2 separate regions of the Anser cygnoides genome follow, and region 2 is linked to region 1. The links are chromatin contacts, called in public Hi-C maps. All regions are on one chromosome and are shown on one strand. The core of a region is the stretch at or near the end of the contact, and the rest is flanking DNA. Distances in the headings are between cores, read along the strand shown. Region 1 overlaps LARP1 (La ribonucleoprotein 1, translational regulator). Region 2 holds the start of FAXDC2 (fatty acid hydroxylase domain containing 2).

Region 1 (7,172 bases), core at 2,641-5,140:
TGCTGGCTTGTGGTAAAAGGGTTGGGACCTGCACGGGCGAGGAGCCTGAGCCAAAGCACCAGCCATTTTGTAGGCACGGCAGCAGGAGCATGCCCCAGAGCGTGTACCTGCTTGTTGGTGTGAGGATGCTGGAGGCGTTGTGCCCTCAGCGTGGTGTCACGGGCAAGCACAATGGAGGTGGGAAGGTAGCAGCGTTTGCATCCTGGTTACCTAACAGCATTTGGAAATAAAGCTGCTCCCTCAGAGACTACCAGGGGCCTGCCTCGTGTCTGGCACAGCCGTTCCCAGTCCTCTCCCACGCTGAGCAGCCAGGCTGCAGCAGCTGCCGGTTGCTTTTCAGAAGAAGCCACTTGAGACCTCGTGATCCGGAGCTCAGGTGAACCTCTGAGAGATCTCAGCATCCTTGAGAAACGTGTGCTGGGCTCGTTTGTGTGTTGGCAAAGCGGGAGGAAAGGCTTCCTCCCACTCGTGCTCCCTACTTCTGTTGTCAGAGGAGGGCTGTGAAGATGTCTCCGCTCTGTGGACGTGTCAGCTGTGAACATCTAACCCCCCACCAGGCTGCCCACCTCTCAGGACATGTCACCGCAGGAGGTGCTGAAGTTTGCTGCCTGCTGTTTAACGAAGAACTTCTGCTTGTTCCAAGCACATCTGCCAGCTTCATGCGATGCTCCTGCTGCCGGTTTGTCAGGGGATGCCTTCCCGACATCGCTGCACTCAGCTCATCTCCCTCGGCAGCGGGGAACCCCAGCCTTTCTGGTCACACCTCCTAAGGGCTGCCTCTGCTCAGCAGAATTCCTTTCCTCTGTACACCCATAACACTGCCGTGCCCTTGTTGAAATGCAGAGACCAGACCTGCCTGCGGGGTTCGGTTTCATACAGCAGCAAGCGATGCTCTTTGTCTCATTTTCACTGCCCGTGATGATTTTTTTGGTTGTCTTCATCCTGAGCTGATCATTGGAGAGCTGTCAGCAGAGCCAGATACACCTTCCTTGAGTTATAAACGCCACTTTGAATCGAACGCTGTTGAAGTTCCTTCATAAAGAGATGTGGGTGATGCTCCCGCTGCAAGGAAGCAGTTTTTAGTCCTTTATAAAGAAAAGGAGGGGAGACGGATCTTTAAATTAGCAGAGAAAGCGCTGTGTTGCGCTCCCTTCTGTAGCCGGCTGCTCTCAGCTTCCTTTGGGAAGGCTCGCTCTGATTAAGGGCTTGTTGCTCTTTTTTACTTTTTTTGTGTGTTGAGAAAGGGGAGGCAGCCGCCTGTGGCGCTGGAATCGCCTGGATGGGCGAGCGTGTTTTGTGTAGCAGGATCCACGTGGCTGTGCGCCCTGGAAGGAAACTGGCCGTGTTTGTTACATCAGGGTTACTGAGAAGAGGCTTGGGTTGCGCTGCCTTTGACTTAAGGTGGGGGGCTTGAGTGAGGATGTTTTATTCTGTGCCTGGAGAGCATACCCTGAAATGGGCTCAGCTGATTTCCAGAGCAACGCTGCTTAGAGGGAGACCTAGGTCTGGCCTCCCTAAACCTCGGTGTTTGCAGTTCCTGGTCCAACTACCACAGGATGGTTGCTTTCCCCTGCCCCGAGAGATGGGATTGCATTTCTGGCTGGTGGTGGCATGGTCATCTTGGTCTCGCAAGCGGAGCCGCTGCTCTTAGACGGAATCAGAGAAGCAGATCTGCAGCTGGTTTGATGCAGGCTTCAAGCACGAGGTCTGGTGGCCGCTTTGCAAGTGCGCGGTGCCCAAGGGAGGCGGCTGGTCCCGCAGGGAGGGCTCTACAGAAGCAGAGTTGGGCAGAGGAATCGCAGCAAGGAAGACTTAAGAGCGATGTTATTTGGATTACCTCAGTCTCCTTTCTAGAAGCGCAGCCTCTGGATCTCCTCTTGGGGGTGACAGCTCCTCCTGAGGTGTGTTTTGTGTCAAGTTTGCACCTTTTCCTTGCACGACCCCCTCGCCTCCCCCCGCCGGTGCCTGCGGTGGGAACCGGGCGGTCCCTGCTGGAAGGGGGCTCACGGCAGCGCTCGGCTCTCGCTCCCTGTCTGATCGCTGTTAAATATTTACAGTGAGACGTACCAGATGCTTCTGAGGAAGGCTTTTTGTCAGCTTCCAAGCCCCCGGTCGCAGCTGCAGCGAGGCTGACGGCCATTAAAGGGCTTGCATCTGTGCGGAGCCCTCGGCTGGGCTGCGACACGGTGACCTCGCGTTGCTCGCGCTGCGGGCCCCGCCGCTTGTGCTGTCTCATCGGCTGCAGCGGGCTGCGGGTGGAGAACACCCCTCTGCGGATGACAAGAGATTAATGATGTCTGGTCCTCAGGCTTTTTTCTTTGAAGCTCCTCCACCGCGCTGGGAGGCGGAGCGGGCGATGCTCTTGCAGGGCCGGCCTTTTGTAGCCGTGCACCTTTCTCCTGGGGCCGTCTCTGCGCGGTGACAGCACACGCGTGACCCCCGCACGGCTGCTTCTGCCCCCTTTTTGTTCCAGGCACAGCCCTGCCTGCCTCCTCGGCTTCCACAGAAGGAGGAGCGGGTTCGTCCAGGCGAGGCAGAGCTCCCAGGGCCAGCTCCGAGCATCACCGCCCTCCTGCCATCCAGGGCTGGATCCCGCAGCGGAGCCCCGCTTCCCCTCGCCGCCAGCCCAGCAGCTGGTGCCTCTGTGCCGAGTGCTCCCCCAGTGCTGGTCACCCCGGTCAGGTTCCCGGCATACCTCCTGCTTTCCAGATAAGCTCCAGGACCTTGGGCTGGGCCCTGTTTGTCGCGCTTGGTGCTTTATCAGCTCTCGGCCGCTGACAAGGTGACCTGCAGCACCAAGGACCGTGCGGGAGGGAAGGTCTCCCCGGCCCGTGCCGTGCTTTGGGATGGCACCGCTGGGACCCGCAGCGTGTGTGTGTGTGTGTGCGTGTGTGACCACGTGCACCCCGCATCACTCGTGTGCTGAGCACCCTGGTCTCGGCGCTGCGACCCGGCTCGGTGCTGGGCTTGCAGCGCGCCGTGTGGAGGTCAGCTCCGCGGCGAGGCCGGGCCCGGGAGGGGCGGTCTCGCTGGGTCATCGTTTTTCAAACTAAATATAGTCGCCTGTGCTTTCATAAGGCTGGGATTTTTGCGTCACGTGATTGTCTTATCCCTCCTGGCCGGCAGTCAGTCAGAGTAGGGGATCTTGTGTCTGAATGGGTAATAATTAACTGTTAACTAGCTTTTCATTAGAGGCTGGCAGAACAGGCAGAGCGGTGCCGCAGAGGTAAGCAGGAGCGGAGGAAACCCCTCGGGGTCCGTCCTGGAGGGTGGAGGCCAGTGCTGGTAGGACACCCCCCCTTTAATTTGCAAATCAGCAGCCCCCAAAGGTGAGCGGGTTGGTTTTTCTCGGGCGTTTTACGAGGAGTCGCGAGTCCTGCCGTGTCCTGCGCGTCTGTCCTTGCCGTCCTGTACTTCCTGCTCGCGTCGCCCCTCCCTCTCCCCAGCCGCTGATTTTTTTTTTTTCAGGTCACGAACTATCAGCTGGGCTCCGGGCCGCCCTGGAGGAGAGCCTGACCCTCGGCCTCCTCCACGGCTTGGCTCCTCTGCCTGCCCTCATTCTCCCCGGGCCGCTGCAGCCTCGTCTCGGTGCTGAGCGCGCCCCGCCGTCCTCCCCGCCCCGCCGCCGAGGTGCCCTTGCTGTGCCTCGGCGCCCCGAGCAGCAGCTGAACCAACTCGCCTCTTTTCTCAGGGTCTGCAGCCCCAGCCCGCCCCTGACGGACGTCCACAGGTTGCAGGACCGACGTGGCGTCTGCCGCTGCGGGAGCCGCGAGCGCTGCCGGCTTTTCCAGCCCTCTCCATTAACCGTTTAATCCGCCGGGGAGCGTTTGCAGATGTCCTCGGAGGCATCGGAGCGGCTGGCGTCGCTCTCCTGCGGGATGACAGGGGAATTGCTGGCTCAGTGCTCGGCCGGCCAGGGACGTGCCCGTGCCAGGGAAGCCGGGTCAGGCGCCGGGGCTGGAGCTGCGCGGCACCGTGGGCGCTACTCCGCTCTCCCGGGGACAGCAAGGTGGCTCCGTATTGCGCCCTGCTTGTGGCACCAGGGAGCTGGGCATCCCTGGCCGCGTCCCTGCTGCAGTTTGGGAGCCACCGGCTCTCCCAGCAAAGACCGTGGGAGAAGTCAGCTTTCCTCAGAAAACTGGGGAATTTCTTGTCGTCTCCTCCTGCGCGACCCAGGGGTCGGTGCAGGGCGTGCGTGTTTGGCGTCTGTGGTGAAAGTTTCCTAGAAATTCTCTTGGGGAAGGATGTCACTTGAAAAGGCAGCCGAAAGATGTCACTTGCCCTTAAGATGGTTCATTTGCTACCTTTAACAGCAGTCAGCTGTGCCAGGAAAAATCCACGGCATCCTCGCTGGTGCTGTTAGTGCTGGAAGCACCCAGTGGCATTTCTTTACCCGCTCCTTCCTGACCGCAGCTTGGCTGTGAGCTGAAGGGTTCTTACCCTGAACCGGAGGGCCGCGGGAGAGCTTTGTGCAGCGCTGGTAAACCCACACCAGTCCTGGGAGCAAACGGGAGTCAGACGCTGCGGGTGTGTGCGTGCAGGAGCTTGTAGCTCAGTTACAGGCGTTCAAAAAGAAATTCTGTTCGTAGCCTCCCTGTGACCGGGGCTGCGTAATAACGGGTGCCCCCGCTTGTTGGGAAGCGCTGTGCCCGCCTGCGCTGCCTTTGGGCTGCAGTCAGCAAGGGGACAGGCTGCAGATTCACCTTCCCCTGCTCGGGAGCCATCTGAGGAACATCAGCCGAGGGATGCGAGGCGTTGCGGAGCTGGGAACAAAGCTCCGGAGCCGTGCTCCCAGCCCAGGGCTCTGGCTCCGTCCCGCTGCCGCCCATCAGCCTGCCCTCAGCCTGCCCCTCTGCGTTTTCCTGGGGCCAGCCCCCGTGCTCCGGGAGCTTGCTTTAGGACACCCAGGTAGGAGTGTTCCCATGCTCTCCGCAGCGCTGTCAGATGCCCTTTTTGAAGTTATTTTTAGCGAGTGATCTTTGCAGCCGTCGCAGAGCTTACATTGCGGAGAAGTGTAGGCAGCTCCTCGCTTCCTTCCCTGTTACAGCAGGGCTTGTGAGGTGGAGCCGTCTGCCGAGGAGCTGCAGAAAATTGCTTGGAAGGCTTTGAGCCGCGGCGCCTGCAGCTCGTCTCGCTCCTGCCGAACGTGCTTCCCATGTGCTTCACGGGATCCTGCTCCGCTCTGCACTTTGAGGGCTTTTGCTTGGTCCTCACCTCGCCCGTCGTACAGCAGTTTTTCTTGCACGTGCAAGAAAATTCGCGAAGGTGTTGGAAGTATCCCTCCTAGCGGCTGGCCCTGCCCACAGAGGTGTGCTGCCAGCTGGGAGCTGTGTGACCGCGTGCCCCAGGCAGTGGTGCTGGCTGCAGCTGGTTCCCTGCAGTCCCGGAGCAGGAGATGCCACCTGGTCGTGCCAGAAGATGCTTTCCTTGCAGCAGCATCTCGTTTTAAACTCCAGGCGAGCTCCGTTACGGTGCTCCCTTGATTTTCCACCCTCGTGCACGCACCCCTGCAGCTACAGCTGCGGTTCGGTGGGAGGCAGAGCGGCGCGGCGTTGTGAACCTGGAGGAGGCGCGCTCTGTGTCCCAGTTTGCCCTGAACCGGGCTGGTTTCGTGTACCTGGTGCTGTCCTCAACAAAACGTCAGCGTGCGAAGCCAGCCGGTGCTGTAAATCCCAGAATTTTCTGATGTGTGCAGGGCTTTGGGACAGGCGTTACACCACTTGTAACGCGGGGAAGGCTGGTGGGAAGGGGAAGGCTGCCATCAGCTTACAGGGCGCGTCTGCCCTGCAGGACTCGTCCTCCAAACCTCTCTGGAGGAGGCGTGGTGCCGGTGGGCACAAAGATCACCGGCTGTGGCCTCTGACGCCTGGGCTCAGTCAGGCTCCAGCACCAAGTCGGGCTCAGCCCTGGCTCGCTCCCTGCTGGATCCCAGCTTCTTGTGGGAGCTGCTCTGCGGGTCAGTGCTGCCCCGTCCCCCAGGTCTGCCCTGCGTGCTGCGTCCCTGGAGGGACTCGTGCCCCGCTCCAGCGGACCCTGAAGGTGTTGGCTGCCTCCAGAGCGAGCGGCTTACCCCCAGGCTGACTTCCTGTGCCTGCACAATGAGTCTGCACAAAAACGGTGTGACTGAGCAGTGAAGTAGCATCCTGTGCAGCGTGGGAGGGAGGGAGGCTGCTCCGGGGAATCCGGGGCTTCCAGGCTCGCCGCTTCCACCCCGACAGGATCGGCAGCACGGAGCCGTGCCCCTGCCTCGGCCTCTGCAGCACAAAGTCCAGGCTCTTGGCTGAAAACCCGCCCGCATCAGCAGTTTTTCCTAGATGCCAGCCCGCAGACTAGCAAGGCTCTGAGGCAGGCCTGCTCCCTTCAGGGGGGGACTTGGGTCCCGGTGGCTTGGATCCTGGGGAGGGAAGGATGTGCTGTGTCAGGGCTGGAGCACGTGCAGAGCCCCAGGACTCCGCATTCCTGCGGGCATCGGCCGCCCTTTGAGAGGCTGTCGCAGCTGGAGCAAGAGCGCTTGTCCACGCCGCACCGGAGCGGGGTGCCAGGGGCAGGCAGGACAGCTCACTTGCTGGAGACGCAGATATTTCTGCTGCGTAATGCCCGATCCCTGTCCAGCCCTGCCGATCTATTCCACCTCTCCCATCTGCCTTTTTAAAAATTTCTTCGCAGGCTGCGGTGGGTGTAAAGGATGGCAGGGAACCAGGCTGGCTGCTGGAGGGTTCGATTTCCCCCGGTGAGGCGGTAAATGTGTCTCGTAGGCTGTGTGCAGTGGTCCTGCAGCAGATCCCTCGCAGGGGAGCACGCTCAGGTGCAGAGCTGTTACTGTGCAGGCTTCAGGTCCTTGTGCAGTGGCTGTTCTGCTCCCAGGTATTGGGTTTGCTCACCTGGACTCTCCCTTCTTGCCCTGAGACTTACGAAGACGGCTGCTTTACTGCAGCCAGCTCCTGTCTGGAAGGAAAACGCGAGAGTTTTCACAGCCTCACCCATCTCGGTGTTGAGCAGGTGCTTCAGGCAGTAAGTGCTACAAGGCAGGGACTGCTTTGGCTGTGCCTGGGCCATGGTAGGGGTCTGACAGCAGCACTGGTCCTGGGATCCCAGTGCTCTCACCCATGCATCGCCCCCTCGATCAGCAAAGTTGGCTTGGCTTGGCAGCCCCATGCGAGGATGATCCGATC
Region 2 (7,172 bases), core at 1,783-4,282, 41 kb after region 1:
TGCATAGTGTCTTCAGTCAGTTGCAGGTACTGGTTCTGTCTGTAAGGATGAGATGCAAACAGGTTAGAATGTGCTTGGGCTCAGTTGTGTTTAAATATGCTTACAGACCATAAAGTCTGTAATTACAGTATTGCAAGATGTAATTTACAGTAGTATTTGTCTTTATTATGCAGATGTGGCCCTAATCTACTACTTACCTAATATACAGCGTCCTATTATGAACGAAGCTCTGAGAATCATGGAATCATTAAGGTTGGAAAAGACCTCCAAGATCATCTAGTCCAACTGAAGAAGTGAGGGTGTTACTTGACATAAGTAACCAGATTTATTTTTCCACTCAAGGAAAGACAAGGACCATCTCCTCTCCCTCACGGTTAGCTTTGCATGGCCATACATGCACGAAGCAATATATGCTGTTGTAAGCAACATCTCAGGCTAGCAGTAGTTAATGCTGCAGAGAGATCTGCAAGCACGAATAGCGGTGGTGCCTTGTTGTCTGCCTGATTTCTTGCACCTACCACTATATCTATATTTTTATCAATTAACTTTTTCTTGAAGGAATATTCCTGAACTCCCCTCCCAACCAGTGCTGTTTGTCATCAGTACAGTAAACATTTGCTGTTGTTTCATTTCAGACTTAGAACCTTTGCTGTTTTCATCAATGCTTTCTCTTGACTAATGGGATCTATTCCCTAGTGGGGAAAGAGTTTTTTTAGTTCTCAGCTGTTGCTACTAATTGTTATTTACTGTAGACAGCAGACTCAACAGGGAGCAATGCAATTCCTCCAAACTATTTGCACATGTACAGAGGAGGAAGTGGGAACTGGCATCTAAAGAGCATGAATGCTGTCCTGTCCTTTATTTGGACTTGATCTTGCACTGGGAGGGCTGTTCATCCAGTATCCTAAAGAATGTGATAAGCCAGTGAATTTCACAGACCTCAGTGTTCTTTTTTAACCTCTGTTCAATTCAGACACGGGTTCTATCTGAAAGATTTATGCCCAGTAGGAGCAGACAGATTAGAGTATTAGTCATAAGGATGTAAACTTCATTTACCTGCTGCTGCAAGTCTGGGTCTAGTGCAGGTCAGCAGTAATCTAAAAGCTGCTTCTGTTTGTTGGTTAGCCTGTGTCCTAAACTGGTACCGTCACTAGAAACCCTCCAGTTAATGCAATCCCTGCCAAGGCTCAGCTCTGAGGAACGCACAAAGTCTGATTTTCTCTTAGTAGAAATGCTTTTTTGATCAGACATTTCATAAAATAACTTCTCTTTGTTAAAGGTGATAACTTTCTGCCAATTTAGCATGTTGCATGAATTACACAACCTGAGTGAAGTTCTGAGCTCAGAAGGCAAAATAGTAACTATCACCTACAAAGATAAACGTTGAATCAAAATAGAGCTCAGAAGATGCTGACAGCATCAAGGTCACTTGACAGAGAGCAGTGTCCAGAAAAAACCTCTCCATTTACATCTGCATTTCTGCTGAGGTATGAACGCTAAACCTGAGAGACTGAACTATGCCTGAAGTGTAAGAGATACCAAGATTTATTTTTTTTTCCAGATACTTTTATTTATCTAAATGGTAATCAGGCTGCTGAGTCAATGAAAGCTTCCAGCTGACCCCGAACGCTGGGCAGATAGCAATTCTGAAGCACTATGAGAAATGTAATCCATTTTTAACAGATGCAACCCTGTCCGAGGAGGCTGGCAGCCTAAAAGCGAGGAAATACTATCTAAGCGTTATAATTCGTAGACAGGCTTCCAAATCAATCACGTATCTGCCATCAGCCAGTAAAGCAGTGGTGCTGGCAGCTGCGTGACACTAGAAGCCGTGTTGGGCTGTTTTAGTGAAGTTTTGGTGTTAATGTGACTTAAATAACGTTTCTGGAACAGAAGCCAGAGCCAGCTCAGAGCTGGCAGACGGGGCCACCACAGCGACCGCTGAGGCGAGGCGGCGCTGGCAGGGTCGGGCCGTGCCCAGGGTGACAAAGGCCCGCACCCTGCTGCCTCCCCCCGCCCGCAGCCTTTGGACTCGCCCAAGCTCCGCGCTCTGGGAGCGCCGGGCGAGCCCATCTCCCTCGTGCGCAGGGGGCGCGCCTCAGCGCAAGGGCAGCGGCCCTGCGCATGCGCACAGATCCGCGCAGCGCTCCTCCCTCTCCCCCCTCCCTTCCCCTCCCCTCCCCTGCGGGCGCGCGCGCGGCGGGCGCGCGGCAGGGCACGTTGCGGCGCGCGCGCGCCCGCCCGCCGCCGCCTCTTCCCCACCCACTTCTCGCGAGATCCGGGGAGGGCGAGCCGGAAATCCCGCCTAAGGCCCGGAGGGAGGCCTCATCGCGCCTGCGCGGTGCGCCACGGGCCCGGCCCCGGCTTCCGGGCAGGTAGCGGCGGGGGTGGGGGGAGGGGAGCGGAGGGGATGGGGGAGCCCGGAGCAGATGAGACGCGGGGGGAGCGGCGGCTAGAGCGGCCCGCGGGGGGGCGGGGCCCGGCCCGGCTCCAGGGGGCGGCGGCGGCGAGGAGGTGAGGGGGGGCCGGGAGCCCTCGGAGCCCCTCAGGGACCCCTCGGAGCCCCCCGGGCCTGTCCCGGGAGCCTCCCCCGGGGCCGGGCCGTTCGCGCGGGGCCGCCCCGAGGCCGTAAGCGGGGCGTGGGGGCGGGAAGGGCCCGGCCGGGGCCTGTCGCGGCTCTGCCCCGCGGTGAGAGGCCTCGGCGCGGCCTGCGGGGCGCCTGGCGCGGGCGCGGTGCCGGCGGGGCGCTCCGGGGGAAGCCGAGCTGTCTGCGCGGGTGCCTCAGCCCGGTGCGGGGTGGGGTAGGGGGCAGGTAAGGGGCTCCGGTACCTGCCCTGTTACCTGTGTGCCCGGCGTGCTTTAGATCGGCTTCTCCTTCACCGCGTCCACAGGCTCACAAAATGCCCAAAATCCTCTTGCAAGCTTCACGCGGGCTGTCTGAAGGTGCAAACAGAAGCATGAGCTGCTCTGCCAAATCCTTCCTTCCTTCACGGAGATCTTCATGTAAAACACGATTTCTTTTACCTGTTTAGCACAGCACGCTGATTGGATCGTGCAGCTTGCAGCTCTGCCCTGCCATCTGAATTCACCGGCTGTCTTTGCCCTGGTCGCTGCAAAATGCCTGCAGCCCTTGCAGAGAACAGCCAGGTTATCTGCGAAGTATGGGCAAACAATCTGGAAGAGGAGATGAGGAAAATCCGAGAGATTGTGCTAAGTTACAGCTACATCGCGATGGTAAATGTTTTATACGTGATCTGCTTGTCTCAGGGAAGGGGTTTTGGGTGGGGAAGGGGATTTAGTTGGTTCTTGGGCAAGAAACGATTTCCCCTGTTCCTGACCAAATTAAGCTAGAAGTGGTGAAAAACTAGAAAGCTGTTCATGTTCATTTCCAGAACGTAGTGCATATGTCGTGTTCAGATTGACTGATAGGCAGGAAAGAGAGACCACCTGAAACAACTGGATTAATTTAATATTTAGTCATTCAATGTGTGTTAGCCTATGCAATAGAAAATGGAATGGGTCAGATGTACAAAGTCTTTAGTGTTCTGCCGCCGTATTTGTCCTTTGAATTTCTTTCCCCTTTTGGCTATGGAAACTGACGCAGAACTGTAGGAAGAGAAACCTGCCAGTGACAGCTCGTTAGCAGGAGTGTCTCTTTCTGGTGTGGTCAGATGTTGATTCTTGTGGAAGAAAAATATTCTGGCTGTAGATATGACAGTGTGTTCCAGGAGGTTTTACTTAAGAAGACCAGAATATCCTCCGGTTGGAAGGATTCTCTGCTCTTAATAGCCTACACTCACTTGGCAGGAGCTGGTCAGTTCCATACATGTTTTTAGTTACGGTACTGTAAGTTATGCCAACTTTGATTGGGGTTACTAAACTTAAAGATGTGAGAAGTCTGTTATAAAAGTGTGGCATAAAAATACACGTCCCTTTAGGGTCTGTAAAATCCAACGTAGAACAAAGTTGTGCAAGTAAATAGAATCTTTTGTTGCCATATGCTGATAGGAAGTGAGCTCTCTCGCTTCAATTTGAGTTCTGTTTCATCTCACTGAGAGTGTTCATCACCTGTTTTAATAGCTGTGTTGTAGGAGTGGACACACAAAGACATTGGGCAAGAGAGAAATGTTGTAAGATATGCAGCACTGGGTTCTTTATGAAAGTTTTCGTGTATGCTGTAGAAGTTACGTGATGTAATCTAAGAGTAAATATAGTCTAAAAGTTTGGGTTTCAGCAAAGATAGCACACAATCACTGCCTAAGTAAAAGAGTTTTCACATAGTAGATGGAAATGAAAGAACACTTGTAACAGTGTAGTATCCGTAATAGAATATGAAACAGGATTAAAAATAAGAGTTTTTTATAGAAGGATTCACAGAATGCAGCGTTGAGACCTGCAAGTGTGGAATTGAACATTCTCCTGGTGGAACAAGTGATGAAATAAGATTTGCTCTTCTTTCCCAGGACACAGAGTTTCCGGGGGTTGTTGTAAGGCCAATAGGTGAATTCCGCAGCTCCATCGACTATCAGTATCAGCTCCTTCGGTGCAATGTTGACCTTCTGAAAATTATCCAGCTGGGCCTGACTTTCACAAATGAGAAAGGAGAATATCCTTCCGGGATCAACACCTGGCAGTTTAACTTCAAGTTCAACCTTACGTGAGTCTTCTGAGCTAGGGAATAGTCTGCCCACTGCTGCTGAAGTGGTGCTTGTCTTTGGGAAATGCAGAAGCCCGTCCGTGTGTTTGTCATCGGTGGTTGGTTCTGAGCAGTAACAATTCAGATTCTGATTTTATGGAACCCTATTTTGGCATGACAGGAGTTGCAATATTTCTGGAAGTCAAAGCCATTCTAAAATACTGTCTGTAATACCCTTTCCCTTCATAAATAGCCTATGCCCAGTAGTTCTGTGTGCCCTAAATTTGGCTTCTGGAAAAATGTTATGGTCTTAAACTTTATACACTTTCTGTATCTGTCTCTCTATATTGTATAATCATTTAAACAATTAAATCCATCTCTTCCTGCTAAAAAGAAATGGATGTGCTGTTTTCAGCAAAAAGGAGAATCTCTCTTTGCAGATCCATGCTAAAATATAAACTGGCATCTAAAGAAAAAAAACAGTGGAATTGTCACAGCTGTTCAAGGGGATGAATCTTGTTATAAGGAGTGTAAATCCTAACTGCAGTCCAGTTAAGATTTCAGAACAGCTTGTTTTGTATGTGGGAGGGTGCAATGATCATATTGAAAGTGATTTGATAGGAATTTTCTAGAGAGACAGATGCGGAGAGAGAGCCTAATGGTCACTCCAGTTTTCCAAAATGCAGCAGGTGGGGAATTTTTCTGAAAGGGCTGACTTGTTAGTGCTTCAAGTGCAAAGCTGCTTTTCTCCTTCAGGGAAGATATGTACTCTCAGGATTCCATAGACCTCCTCGCAAGCTCTGGGCTGCAGTTCCAGAAGCACGAAGAAGAAGGGATCGATACCCTGCATTTTGCTGAGTTGCTCATGACTTCAGGGGTCGTCCTTAGTGACAGTGTGAAATGGCTGTCGTTTCACAGGTAGGTCGGAGGTAATCACTGATGCTACAAGGGTATGAAATCTCTTTTTGGCTGAAATACTGCTGCTTTGGTCTATGGACAATGATGAGATTTTTAAGATTTAGCAGCTCTGCAGTTCTTAAGTGTAAAGTTGAAGGCGAAGTTTAAGAAGTGGCACCACTTATGTTAGCACCTACTGTGGTCTGAATTTTGGGTATGCGCTGCTTGCAAATCCATTTGCTGTTACAGTCCGCCTCTATGGCGAAAAAAAGGTGTCAGTGTTGTCAGTCATATTCAAACTTGTTAACCTGTGCGCGTTGCAAAGTAAGGTTTGTTTCTTCTGCCTTAAATGTTGGTGTTCTTCTCAGTTTCCATCTTGTGTGTATGCACAGAGGAAGAACTCTGTAGTTAAGGTATCTTTCTTGCAGTATTTCAAGCAACTTGATTGCAAAGCCTCTTGTCCTTGGTATCACTGCAAGTGAAAGGACTTGAGAGAGGAGGAGGTGGGAAGAGATTCTCAGGGGGTTTCGTGCTTTTCCATGTTGTCTGGAGTTTTATGAATATCAGAATATGTTAAGGTTTGAAAGCTATAGGATATTAAAAAGCAAACTCCAAACCTACTGAAAACTACTGTGTTGTGAAAAATGTGGTATTAGTACCGACGAGTACAGGTGCTGCCTGTTTATCTAGGTTCTGTATGTTTTTGGTTTCAGTGGTTATGACTTTGGCTACATGGTGAAGCTGTTGACAGATTCCAGGTTGCCAGAAGAGGAACACGAGTTTTTCCATATCTTGAACCTTTTCTTTCCATCTATCTACGATGTAAAGTACCTCATGAAGAGCTGCAAAAACCTCAAGGTACTTGCGTCTCCCCAGCAAACAAGCGTTGGGTAGATATCAGTGCTGCACATGGGCAGTAAGGCAAATGACAGAACTGCCACGTATATTGTCTCTAAGCTGGAGTGCGTATCAAAGCGAATAGTCACACACACACACACCTAGGCTAAGTTCGTATCTAATAGATGCTGCCTTCCCAGTTTTAAGCTTTTCAGTATGTTTATCGTGTAGGGGACATTTGCGTAACTTTGTGTATCGCTAATTTCAGAGGGCAGCTGTAATTCAGTATTCTTTATTTTTTCCTACTCAAGGTGGAGCATTTTGTTTTACACGAACTAGTGCGTGACTTGATTATCTGGTAGACACTCAGAGGGTAGAAAGTAATTTATCTACTGAATCACAGCCTTGTTTCAGGAAAGGGTGGGAAAGGTGCAGCACCTGTAATCTGTGAATATACAGTCATATTTTGAGTATCTGCAGCAGGAAAGCAAGGCACCTAAATTTAGGGAGAGTATTTTTGCATTTTTGAATGATTTTTACCATTTTAGTTCACTCACAGTTGGCGCGTGTTGCTGGAAACTGCTTCCAATATTTACACTTGTGTTTTGGAGAGGTGTGGCAATTGTGGTAAGACAGGGCTCGTACAAAACAGAGTCTGGTCTGTTTTCACTGCAGGGTGGCCTTCAAGAGGTGGCAGATCAGCTGGATTTGCAGCGAATTGGAAGACAGCACCAGGCGGGATCAGATTCTCTTCTCACAGGAATGGCATTCTTCAGAATGAAAGAGGTAGTGCGTTATTCTT

The links. Hi-C and Micro-C count contacts between places; a contact is called where the count stands out from the background.
Region 2: a contact with region 1 is called in a Hi-C map of liver, with 2.5 times the contacts expected there. The contact joins the promoter of FAXDC2 here to the enhancer-like site in region 1. A contact is called at or near these places in 2 of 7 Hi-C or Micro-C datasets (both in liver).

The regions. Positions count from the first base shown.
Region 1 is chr14:7,360,436-7,367,607 of Taihu_goose_T2T_genome, forward strand. All of the region lies in intron 2 of LARP1 (La ribonucleoprotein 1, translational regulator), which reads left to right. Among named protein-coding and RNA genes, the nearest start is that of LARP1, 21 kb to the left of the region's middle. Within about 2 kb of position 3,891, at least 3 of the 3 cell types and tissues checked have open chromatin away from gene starts, as enhancers often do. A contact at or near this core is called in liver, where this site is marked.
Region 2 is chr14:7,401,961-7,409,132 of Taihu_goose_T2T_genome, forward strand. It overlaps FAXDC2 (fatty acid hydroxylase domain containing 2), which reads right to left and starts at 3,033. Exons shown (of 10, transcript XM_066977234.1): 1 at 2,842-3,033; 2 at 1-39. CNOT8 (CCR4-NOT transcription complex subunit 8) reads left to right here and starts at 3,066. Exons shown (of 6, transcript XM_013176015.3): 1 at 3,066-3,234; 2 at 4,464-4,657; 3 at 5,393-5,554; 4 at 6,247-6,391; 5 at 7,046-7,156. The coding sequence starts at 3,118.